Regions from separate parts of the Anser cygnoides genome. Here region 2 is linked to region 1. The links are chromatin contacts, called in public Hi-C maps. All regions are on one chromosome and are shown on one strand. Each heading gives the region's core, a stretch centred on a gene start, on an enhancer-like site or on the middle of the called end of the contact. The rest is flanking DNA. Distances are from core to core; before and after follow the strand shown. Region 1 holds the start of CHCHD4 (coiled-coil-helix-coiled-coil-helix domain containing 4). Region 2 holds the start of SLC41A3 (solute carrier family 41 member 3).

What was found. Hi-C and Micro-C count contacts between places; a contact is called where the count stands out from the background.
Region 2: a contact with region 1 is called in a Hi-C map of liver, with 2.3 times the contacts expected there. The contact joins the promoter of SLC41A3 here to the promoter of CHCHD4 in region 1. A contact is called at or near these places in 4 of 7 Hi-C or Micro-C datasets (granulosa cells and liver).

The regions. Positions count from the first base shown.
Region 1 is chr10:12,737,564-12,742,968 of Taihu_goose_T2T_genome, forward strand. It overlaps CHCHD4 (coiled-coil-helix-coiled-coil-helix domain containing 4), which reads left to right and starts at 2,700. Exons shown (of 3, transcript XM_048070984.2): 1 at 2,700-2,828; 2 at 4,911-5,009. The coding sequence starts at 2,807. TMEM43 (transmembrane protein 43) reads right to left here and starts at 2,588. Exons shown (of 12, transcript XM_048070330.2): 1 at 2,433-2,588; 2 at 1,677-1,826; 3 at 508-642. The coding sequence starts at 2,444.
Region 2 is chr10:13,045,190-13,050,594 of Taihu_goose_T2T_genome, forward strand. It overlaps SLC41A3 (solute carrier family 41 member 3), which reads left to right and starts at 2,301. Exons shown (of 11, transcript XM_067003004.1): 1 at 2,301-2,425; 2 at 4,196-4,514. The coding sequence starts at 4,224.

The DNA.
Region 1 (5,405 bases), core at 1,450-3,949:
TGTGCAAAAGTCCCAGAAGATGAAATAGAGGATCAAAGCTTCTCCAGTTTGTTACTTCTGCATGGCCAAAGGAGCAACACGATGCATCAGTGCTGCCTTCTCACCACACGGCCTCTTTCATTCAAAAATCTTTAACAACTTCACAACTGAATTAAGTACCTTAAACACATGAGGTAGCATCTCCATCCCATCTGTACTGTAAAAGCATAAACACTTTACAATGCCATGAATGTACAACAGGTTCCTTATGCAAAAGGAAACTGAAATTATCCTTCAAGTTAGTGGAAGGGTAAACACAGCATGTTGCTTAGGAGAATGAAGACTGGTGCTGTACAGCACCTCCCTGATTTTGGCCAAGAACTATAGCTCGGATGGTAGCACGTAATTCTTACAGGAGAGGAGACAAGCTACTTGTTTTCTGCCTGGATATCAGTTTTAATTGGCAGCAAAGATTTCTTCCCTCCGAGCTTGAAATTCTCCTATCTTCAAGATGCTGGTTGTATTTACCTTTGATGTGCTCAAAGCGCCAGCTAAGTGCACTAGTCTCCCCTCATTCTGCTGAGACACACTGTGAATGTTATCAAGAGGAATCACAAGAGAAAGTCCTTCATCAAGAGATTTGGCTGTCCTCAAAGCTCGTCCCTGTAATCAAGAAAAACAAAATCAAGTTGTAGAGAAACAGAGATATTGCAGTATTTTGTGAAAAAGGTTAGCAGACAAGCAATTTGCAGACCCTTGGGACTCCTACATTCAGACTCAAGGCACGCTCTCAAAACCCACTTGTAATCCTTCACTCTCTTTCTCCACATCTGACAGTTTGGTGCAGTACTTCTTACCCATGCAGCAGGACAATTAACACTGACTTAACTACACAAACACACATAGTTTATTATTACAAAGGTCTAAAATTATTGCTCTTCATCTCTTACCTTATTGTTCCTGAATGACTGCAAAAATTATGTTAGTTATAATCCTTTTTCCAAAGGCTTGTATAACTACTTGACTACTTAATTTTTTTCCTGCACAGTCACTGAAACAGGGAGTAGTTCCTTTTCCTCTTGTCGAGGTACGAAAGAAAGTGTTAGGTGAAAATTCACCTAAGTGAAGGTCTAATACCTCACTTCAAAACTGCCAAAATCATGCACGTTTGCAAGGGTAGGGTGTAAGAATTCCTTGTTTACTTTTATTACTTTTAAAATCTAAAACCAAGACAAAGTAACACTGAGAATAATTAACACCTTCACTTTTGCAACATGGAATATGAATTCCTTTAACGAAATTGTAACAGCACTAGAAATGAGGACCCTGTGTTATCTCAAGAAGGGAGATGAATGGAATGTGACTGTCTCATACAAGCCTCTTTCAATAACACTATATATAGCCTGTTTCCCCACCACCTCATAGGTTTTGGATCTTACCTCCCACCACACACATCCTACGTCTCTGTCACACTCTGTTCTATAGAAAGAACATCTGTGGCCCTGTGATTTCACTCTTCTGTTACATCCCAAGCATAAGCACCAGACTCTCCAGACATACTGCTCTCTTTTCATGGATGCAATATTAAAACTTTAGCATGACAATTTCAGCGCGTCTATACATGCCAAACCAGTTGAATGTCAATTCGGCTATGACATGTTAAAGCGGTGTATAAAGACTGACAGTACTTCACTTACTTCGTTGGTAAAAAGAAGGTAGAAAGACAGAAGAAATGTCACAAGTCCCATCAACATGCCTCCAGAGGTCTCGCTGAGCCTCTCCAGGAACCCCGGTTTGGCCTCACTTGTGATTTTAACATGCTCTTTTTTGCTGCTTGTGTCAGAGAACTGTTGGAGATAAACCAAAAATGCAGTATCGGTGTGAAAGGGGAAGGCATTCTGTTCCAAAATGAGTTTTGTAGTTTTGTTAAAACTGTTACTCTGCAAAGTAGTACCTCCTGCCTTGGGCCTAAACTTGCCCACTCTTATTAAATACCAGGTCATGCTTTTGATACGAGAAATGCAGTCAATAAGCAAACTTAAACCTGATGGAGAAAACAATTGCTTTAACAGTTGTTCAGCCCATCCCTCCAGGCCTCCTTCAGTCAGTCCCAGCGTTCCCAACTTGGTGCCCACGCCCCGCACTCGGGCCATGAGAAATTGAGTAATGCTCCCAGATTCCACACCAGCTACAACACAGCTATAAATAACACGTTACGCTTTACTTCGCCAGTGGCAAGCGCCAGCATACTTTAAAATAAACGCTGCTCGGGCACCAAAGAGGGCTATCAACACAAATCTGGCATCGCCCCCCTCGCTGGTGCGGCGTTAAAGGATGACAGCGGGGGTTACACCCCCTGCGGTGCGGGGGCTGCAGGGGCTGGCCGCGAACCACCCCGGGGCAGCCGAAGAAGCCCCCAGAGCGAGAAGGGGCGGCGGCAGGGCCAAACTTACGTTCCTCGACATCTTGGGGCCGTTCCCCCAGCGGGCAGCACCCCGGGACGAGCCGTAGGAACCGCCGCGAGCACCGCGCTCCGCCCGACCCCGCCTCAGGCAGACCCCGCCTCACGCCTCTCCTCAGCCACCGCCGCGGTGCATGCCGGGACGCGTAGTCCCAACCACCAGCCACCGCACGGCGGGCAAGAAAATGGCGTCCCCCCCTTCGCGCGAAGCGCTCTGGGAGATGTAGTCCTGAGTGGATTGGTCGCTCCGTTCCCGCCGCGGCGAGGAGGCGCCTCAGCGGCGGGCGGCCGCTTCCGGAGGCGGGAGTGTGTGTGAGGGGGGAGCCGCGCGCCGCCGCCCGTTGCCGTGGTGTGCGCGGCGCCGCCATGTCCTACTGCAGGCAAGAAGGTGCGCCGGGCTCCGGCCGGGCCGCCGGGAGGCGAGGCGGGGCGGGGTGAGGCGGGCAGGGCCCGAGTGCCGGGGAGGGAAAGCGGCCACTGAGTGGGGGGGCAGGCCTGGGCTGCTGCAGGGGTCCTGGGGCTGCTGAGGCTTGGCCGCCTCCTGCCCCGGGGGTTGGTTTTTTGGTGCTTTTTTTTCTTTCCCGTTTGATAACGTGACTGGTTTTACGCTAGAAAGAAGCGTTTTCTAGTTTTAAAAGCTGTTTTTCTCTAGTTCAGGAAGCTGGTGATGCACGCTGAATGCTGTTTGAATGCTGTGATGAGGCAGCCTTAAGTTACAGTCCTCTTTGCTTCATGGTTTTAACCTGATTTAACAATATTCTGGATCATAAGATCAATAAATTGACTTATGGCATCCTACAAAATTACAGTTAGAGTAATAGGGGTTAGAGTTCATGTGTTTCTAGTTTCCTATAAGAAATCCTGAGGTGTTCTGTGGTGTAAAGCGTGCTGGAGTACAACGCAGAATTGACAGAAAAAAAAAAAAAAGACAATCGTTTTCTTCCTAAAAAGAACTTGGGTTTATTTGCTTCTGAGACACGTTTGAATGTGTGAGACATGTCTGAATGCAAAGCCAAGGGAATCACTGAGCAGCTGCTGGTTGAGGTCACATTGAGATGCAAGGAGCGACTAATTTCTAATACGCTGCGTCCTTGTAGTGACCTTCCTGCCTCTGAACATTTTTTATAGTTTCACAGAGTTGTTGGGAAACTCTGCCCTGGTTTCCAGCCAAGCCTCCTTTTTCCCCTTCAGAACCTCTTTGTTAAATCAGGAGTGGCACCGGAGCAGGAAGCACACCCTGGTGCTTTTCTGCCCTTGGTAACGTGTGCAGCACGGTTCGGTGTAGTTGGTTCAACACCGTTAAGGTATTCTTCAGTATTTAATTCACATAATAACTGCAAAACATGGCACTGGTCCCTAATGGAGACTGCTGATCTTAATGAGTATCCTACTGAACGGTTGCCTGTAGTTCTGTATAGTTTTGCTTTCACTGCTCCTTTTTTGTCTAAACCCCTTCAGCTGAGCAAGTCCTTATAGGAGAGTAGTAGCTTGAGCTTGTTTCAAAACAACTTTTTAACTTCACAGTTCAATGAACTGTGCTGTGATCTGCAGCCATTACGGTTTGTTGCTGCGAAAACTGGAACTGTAGAGGAAAAGAATTTCAGGTAGCTTCTGTATATTCTGACAAATAAATGGGCGATCTGTTATTATGTATGCTAACACTATTTAAATGAGTGCTTTAAAAGAACACTTCCCAAACTATTTCATGTTCTCCACCTCCTTTCTTGGGTTGCTTGCACCCAGCTCGTGTCACCACACTGTGTTGGTCCCCGCCTCCATTAGGGTGGGGAGGGGGATGCTGGTGTTTTAAAAATAAATAAATAAATAAATAAATAAATTAAAATTCTTTGAGGAATGTTAAATGCTGTCACAGCTCAGGAATAACGTGCAATCTTCTACTGCTTCTGTGAGTCCTGACAGTTGATTCTCGTCTCCTCCAGAAATAAGTACCTGTTTTATCTTGTTTCTCTTTAGTGAGGACTTGTTGCAATCTCTGTAGACATTTGTTTGCATTGCCTAACTGTGCTTTATGCAAATGTTTATTGTAAATCAATTTAATTGGTTATGTCTTTTTCTTTTCTTGTTGACTAATGAGAATAATCTCCTACAGGTACATGAGCGTGGTACAAAGAGGACAGGCTCAGTTTCTTTCACCATTTTTCTAGATAAATTACTACCTAATCTTTTTTAACTTCCACTGATTTTATTGTAGGTCTTATTTCGAGGTCTTTTTATATAGTTTTTATCACCTTCCCTGTGAATACTTTCCAGATTGTTTTTCTATGTTTGTTCCTGTGAACCAACAACTTGTAATTGAAGGTGATAAATAAGTACAGTAGAATTAATTCACTATTACCACCAGAGCATCATGTTGAATATCTCATCATCTCGTGCTGTTCAGCAGCTTTGTAAATGACTCATTCTGTCTCAGCTTTCTCTGAACTTTTGCTTTTTGTCTCCTATGCGACAGGAAAAGACAAAATTATATTTGTGACCAAGGAGGACCATGAAACACCAAGCAGTGCTGAACTGGTTGCAGATGACCCAGATGACCCTTATGAAGAACAAGGTCAGTAGTAAGCAGGCTAGAAGTAGGAAGTGACATGTGACATATATGGTAATCTGACAATCCCCAAAAAAGAACAAAACCACCAAATTTTGTATGAAGTAGGAGCAAACTATTGATTCATTTTTACAGACTGATAGCAGGGCAACTGATTCGTTAAATAAGCAATCTATTTAGTAAATTTAGAAATCTGTTCAGTAAATAAACACACAAACTCTTGTCAGTCCTAAGTTCCAAATTAGGACAGTGCAAATGACATGCTTTCCAAATGGCGGGCTTTTTTTTCCTTAATTTGTCACAATCTTTCAAAGTGACCTGTTCAAATACATCACTTGATGGCTTATGATTTCGGATAGTATATCCGAAGAGATATCCAGGAAAAAAAAGTCTTTCTTGTAT
Region 2 (5,405 bases), core at 1,051-3,550, 310 kb after region 1:
ACAGAAACCTGCAAACTGCTCTCGCAGAGGAGGCTGAGCAGCTGTCGGATTGTGAAGATCTCTGGCCCCTCCTGACCTGGGCCAGATTTGAACCATTGACCTAGAAGTGAAAAGCTTGAAATCTCTGCACAAGCTGTGCGGTAAGTAGGACTTGCAGAGCTGCACGCTCTCATTCCACATTCAGTTGCTGCCATCTAATGGCAGACTGGGAGTAGAAGGGCATCGTGCATTATAAATATCTTGTCCTTGGTTATCTAGTATGTGGGAGAACACGTGCAAATAGCTCTCCTCAGCTCCTGAGAGTGCCACATGGTGGCTTAGGCTGGCTTTATTCTTCTGCAGAGTAGTTCAACAGGGGCCTGTAGCACTGCAGGTCAAGTTAAGAGGTGTCCCAGGGCACAAAAAGAAGATCTTTGTGCTACATTCACTCTCCTACACTGGGTGATTTCTGTATATGAAACCTGAATGAAGTCTGTAGGGTTGTTCTGAAAGGTTGTAAACTGGCTTAACAACTGTCCAAGAACAGCAGTAGCTGCACGGCGGGTGCTTATGGCAAGGGAAGGTGAGGAGAGAAAGCAGGTAGGAGATGGCTCTCTTAATTTCTCTGAGTATTACTGCTGCTCAAAACATCTGTGCTTTAAATAGTTTAAAAAAAAAAAAGATAGGAGATAGAGACTGAAACTAAATTAACTTAGCTACCTGTAAATTACTGTGTGTGAAGGCTAGCATACCATAAAACTGACATCAAAACATACATAAAGGAAAAAAAAGCAAAGGAGGAGAGATGTCTCCTTCTCCCACCCACCCAACTCGAGGAAGTTCCTGCTGTGTTTTACATCTCTCAATCCCCAGATTTATAAGGCACTAAGCATATGTCGTGTATTGGTTTTGTACTGCCTGTTTCTATCTGCACACCAACCTCCAAATGATACTTTTAACCCATAATAGCTAACAGTGTTTCACAGTGCAGAAAGGTTAGGCTGAGCATTTCTTCATGCATCTCAGCTGTTGGATGTCCAGAAGCATGTCCTATGATGGGACTGCAGCCCAGTGTGCCATGGAGCAGTCACCAGCAGCTTTAATGCAGTGGTGACAAGGGACATTGCACAGCCTGGCCGTCACACTAAGTCTGTCGCTGGGGCTAACTGCATTGAAGTCATAAATCAAGCTTTATGGTTGAGAAATGTCTTCAGTAGTCCCTAGTCATCAAAGAAATGCCATTTTATAACAGGAAACTGGGTAAAAAACAAATGTCGTGTCTGGACAAAAGAGTGGAAAGAGCTGTAAAATTCCCCTCTGCTTGGCTGAAGGAATAGTTGTTGGAAATAAAGTCCAGGAGCAAAGCAACATGGAAGACAGGAAGGAAACTTATCTTCTTATTGCAGAAAAGTCTTTGTAAGCACTATGGAGAAATCAGAACAAGTGCAATGAGTCCCCTAACGCCTTTGACACTGCTGATATCACTTGTACCTCTGTGAGAGCAGAGAGAAGTAGCACACGTGAATTGCAGCTGAGTGAAGAAGAAAATCATTTTAGCGTGAAGCTGCTCAGCTTCATGCCACCGAGCACTTCCCAGGCTGCAGTGAGCAGCTGAACTGTTCCTATCTGGGAGCTCAGGGGCTCCTAGGTCACAGGAGCTCTGTTTGCAGTCAAGGTCCAGCAGCCGTTCCCTTGCGTCAAAGCCAGGGTGTATCTAAACACTGCCGCTGCGCTTCCAAGAAATGCAGTTCTGTGCTGCTGCTGAAAGACAGCCTTCTCAAATACGTACCCAGTGGTGATGCACTGGAGATTTGAGGTTGGTACACGAGGACACGGTGCATGTGCCAAACAGTTACATCCCTTTTTGTATATAGGATGAGGTGTGGCAGGGTGCTGGGAGTCCCTGTGCTAGCTGGTGGTTGGATCCAGGTGGGAGATCCCGCAGCTGGAGCCGTTACCAAAATGCCCTTGTCAATCAGTTTCCCCAGGGGGATTTCTGCTTGCTCTGTAGATATTTTTCTTTGAAGCTCAGGGGTAAAGTGATAGCAGAATACATTTTTAACAGGTCTAAAAACGTCTTGGCAAGGTCGCAGGTTTTTGATAGATGTCCCTTCCCTTCTTATTTCCCATAGGAAAACGCTGTCTTCTGGCCATTCTCAGGGAAGCACTGGTTGCAAAGGGATGACATAAAATTACACCAAGTGAGCTGAAATTTAAGCCTTGCTGTTACAGCAGTGACATTCAACAGTTAATGCGCACCCTCAACACGCAGCAGCTGCAGCGTTTCGTTACTGTCACTTACAAAAACCTTCAGCTCCCTTCAGTGTACCCTGCTTTGAGCCCAGAGCTTGCAGGCCCAAAGGCACCATTTTGTCAGTAGGAGCCCTTTAGCGTAGCGTGACACCTGAGAGACTTCAGCAGGATATAACATTGCTCTGGTACTGAGGTATGATTTAATATCCTTGATTGTTCTGGAAATTTGAGCTGCATGATTCAGGAGCCGTGCATGAGTACGGTTACTTCAGTGCGTAATGGGATTTATGTGCTCAGACGTGATGGATGCTGCAATCACATTTCTAACGTTGGTTCAGTAGGGGAGGGGGATGAAATCAAGTCTCTAGGAGTCTCGCTGTTGATTGCAGTGGAGGCGTTTGCACAAGAAGCTTGAAGTGAGAGATGTTGTAATGCCAAACTGGGGGGGGGGGGGGGGGGGGCAGGAAAAAACTGAAAATAGAGGAAAAGTCTTTCCTCAACTCCCAATTGCAGCCTCAGGTTTCTTTCTCCTGTGTTCAGGCGTTTTCACCCTTGCTGATAAGATCAGCCGGGGGTTCAGGCAGCCTGCAGGCTCGGGGGGCAGCAGCTCCACCTGGGGAGCGCTTCCCTGCGGGGCTCACGTCCCGAGGGGGCTCCGGGAGCCCTCCGACCCCCTTCCCCTCAAGCCCCGTCCCCTTCTGCCTTCCGTGGGCCAGGCAGGGCCGTATGACAGGCACCAACAACACAGCCCGGGGGTTGGAGCAGCGCGGCCCCCCCGCCCGCCTCACGCACGGCGCCGGGGCAGGCCCGGCGGCTGCCACTCAGGGCGCCGCGCCGCCTCCGAGCCGCCGGGGGCCGGACTCGAACCCGCGGCCGCCGCGCAGGGCGGGCTCGGCCCAGCCGTGGCGGGCGCCTCCCGCGGCCCTCTGAGGGCAGAGCCCCGGGCAGGGCGAGGAGCCGGTAAGCGACGGGAAGGAGACGGGGACGCACACACACACACAGGGGTTTCCTCCTCCTGTAGAGCGTGGTTTTAGGGTTGTCCATCCTTCCTTCTTCCCTCCTCCGCCGCCCAGCTGCGGCTGGGGCCTCCCAGCGGTTTCCTTCCGCTGCCCAGATGTTGGGTGAGGAAGGGGATGGGTCGGGGCCGGGGTTTGGGCAGCGGGGTTTGGTCCTGCGAATGGTGAACAGCGGGCAGGCAGCGTTAACCTCGGTGGGTGCTGGCGGGAGGCGATGGGGAACGATCCAGGCAGGCAGGATGAGGAATGGTGATGTGAAGAAGTGAGACCAGAGGAGAGGAGAGGAAAAGGGCGACTGGTAACAATTTTGCATGTTTATTTTTTCTCAGAGGATGCTGCTGGGGTCATGGCAGGTTCTCTGTAGGTAGGTGAGTCACATACTGCGTGCGTGTGTGTCAAAGGAGGTGCCAGAGGAAGTGAAAGTGTTCAGATCGGACGGAAGATTAGAGAATTACCCTCTTATTGGGGAGCGATTGGCAGCTGGCTCTGTTATGCTAGGTGTGAGTTACACCTTTTGCTGGACTGCAGGATGCCAGGGTGTGAACTGCTCCTAGTCAGATCCTAAAAAGGGTTGGGTTTTGCTGGGCTCCTCAGTTCTCATGACCCCCTTATGAGAACTGGTGGGTCCAGCATGCAGGCTGCCTGCAGCACCCGCCGCATCCTTTCAGGCATCCCCAGAGTAGGAGTCAGGATGCACGACGAGCACTCCAGTGTGAACGCAGGCCTGGGAAGAGAGATGCAGTAATGGAAGGAGAGTTTGGTTTGACACAATGAAAAACTGAAGGTAAACTAAGCACCAGCATCTGGGTCTAGCAGGGCATCTAGGGTTTTGGGGATAGGTGGTGGTTTGCCTTCAGGTTAATGGAGTGGAGTTGCCAGGGTCGCCAGTCCCTGACCCACCCAGCACCTCCTTTCGTCATCTCACTGATTCTGACTTTGTTTTTCAGAAAAACTCCTTGATTCAAGAAAGCCACCATGAAAGGTGAGGAGGCTCGGCAGAGGAGAAAAGAGGGCAGAACTAGAAATGGAGAGCGATCCAGGCACAAAGCAAAGAGCAAGGGTAAACACAGAGAGAGCAGACTTGGCAGCCAGGAGGCAGAGGATGTCTCTCTGCCCGCACAGCAGAAGCTGTTGGCTGAGGAGAAGGCATCCATGGCAAAGTCACGGGAAGAGTCAGCCATCGCGATTTGCCTGCAGGTGCTCCTGCCGTACCTCCTAGCTGGGTTTGGCATGGTCTTGGCAGGCATGGTTTTGGATTATGTTCAGGTAAGGGAAAGGAACTGATCTGATGTACCTGGTATGGGATAGGTGGGAAACTTCTTTTCAGAAGCAGGGGATTTCCTCCGGGGTTAGCAAGTAAAGGAAAACGTGCAGCAGTTTCACATACTAACATGTCCTTCCAAGGCAGGTATTGTATAGCTGCTTTTGTGAAGCTCTCAGTAGACAGCATATGGTGTTTTTCTGGCCCTTTTTCTGGTTTGGATGTAATAGACACCATGGTGCTGGAGAGTTTGCAAAGGAGCTGAGCCATCTAAGTAGGAAGGTGCAGTCCTGTGCAGTGGTCTTAACTTGGTCCCAGGAGGAGGATGGCTGAGTTGCAGCCCCAAGGGCTGTGGTGGCACAGTGCTTTTCTGCAGTAGGTACAGCTGTATTGCTCCTGGCTCTGGATGTGGCTCTGAATAGTCCTGCATCCCCTGCAAGGAGCCAACCCAGCACTGTTAACACTTTATATATCCAGCCCAGCTCAGGCTGCGCCCCACATCCTTCTCTAAGGCCTTGTAGCAAATAACATAAATCCTTGAGTCTTCAGTCTTCCAGTCTGACCTCTGTTTTTGTGACAGTCAGGACCAGACCTTGCCTCCCATGGCATAGCAATACAGAGCTTTAAAGCAGCAATGAACGCCTACTTCCAGACAGTTTAAAGCTATAGTTAATTTACAGATTATAAGTTGCTATGCCTTTGTACTCTAAGTGACTCTTATTGCTGTGTGCCTTTTAGTTAACCTGTGTTATTTAACTAGCTAGCTGTTGGGTCAGACTGCCCTGAGTTATCAGATACAGTGACACTGAAACTGCTGTGCTTGTATTGATATAACTTTCACAAATCTGGAGGTGTGTACTTTTGCTATTAGCCCCAGGCTGATCTCCCTAAGCTAG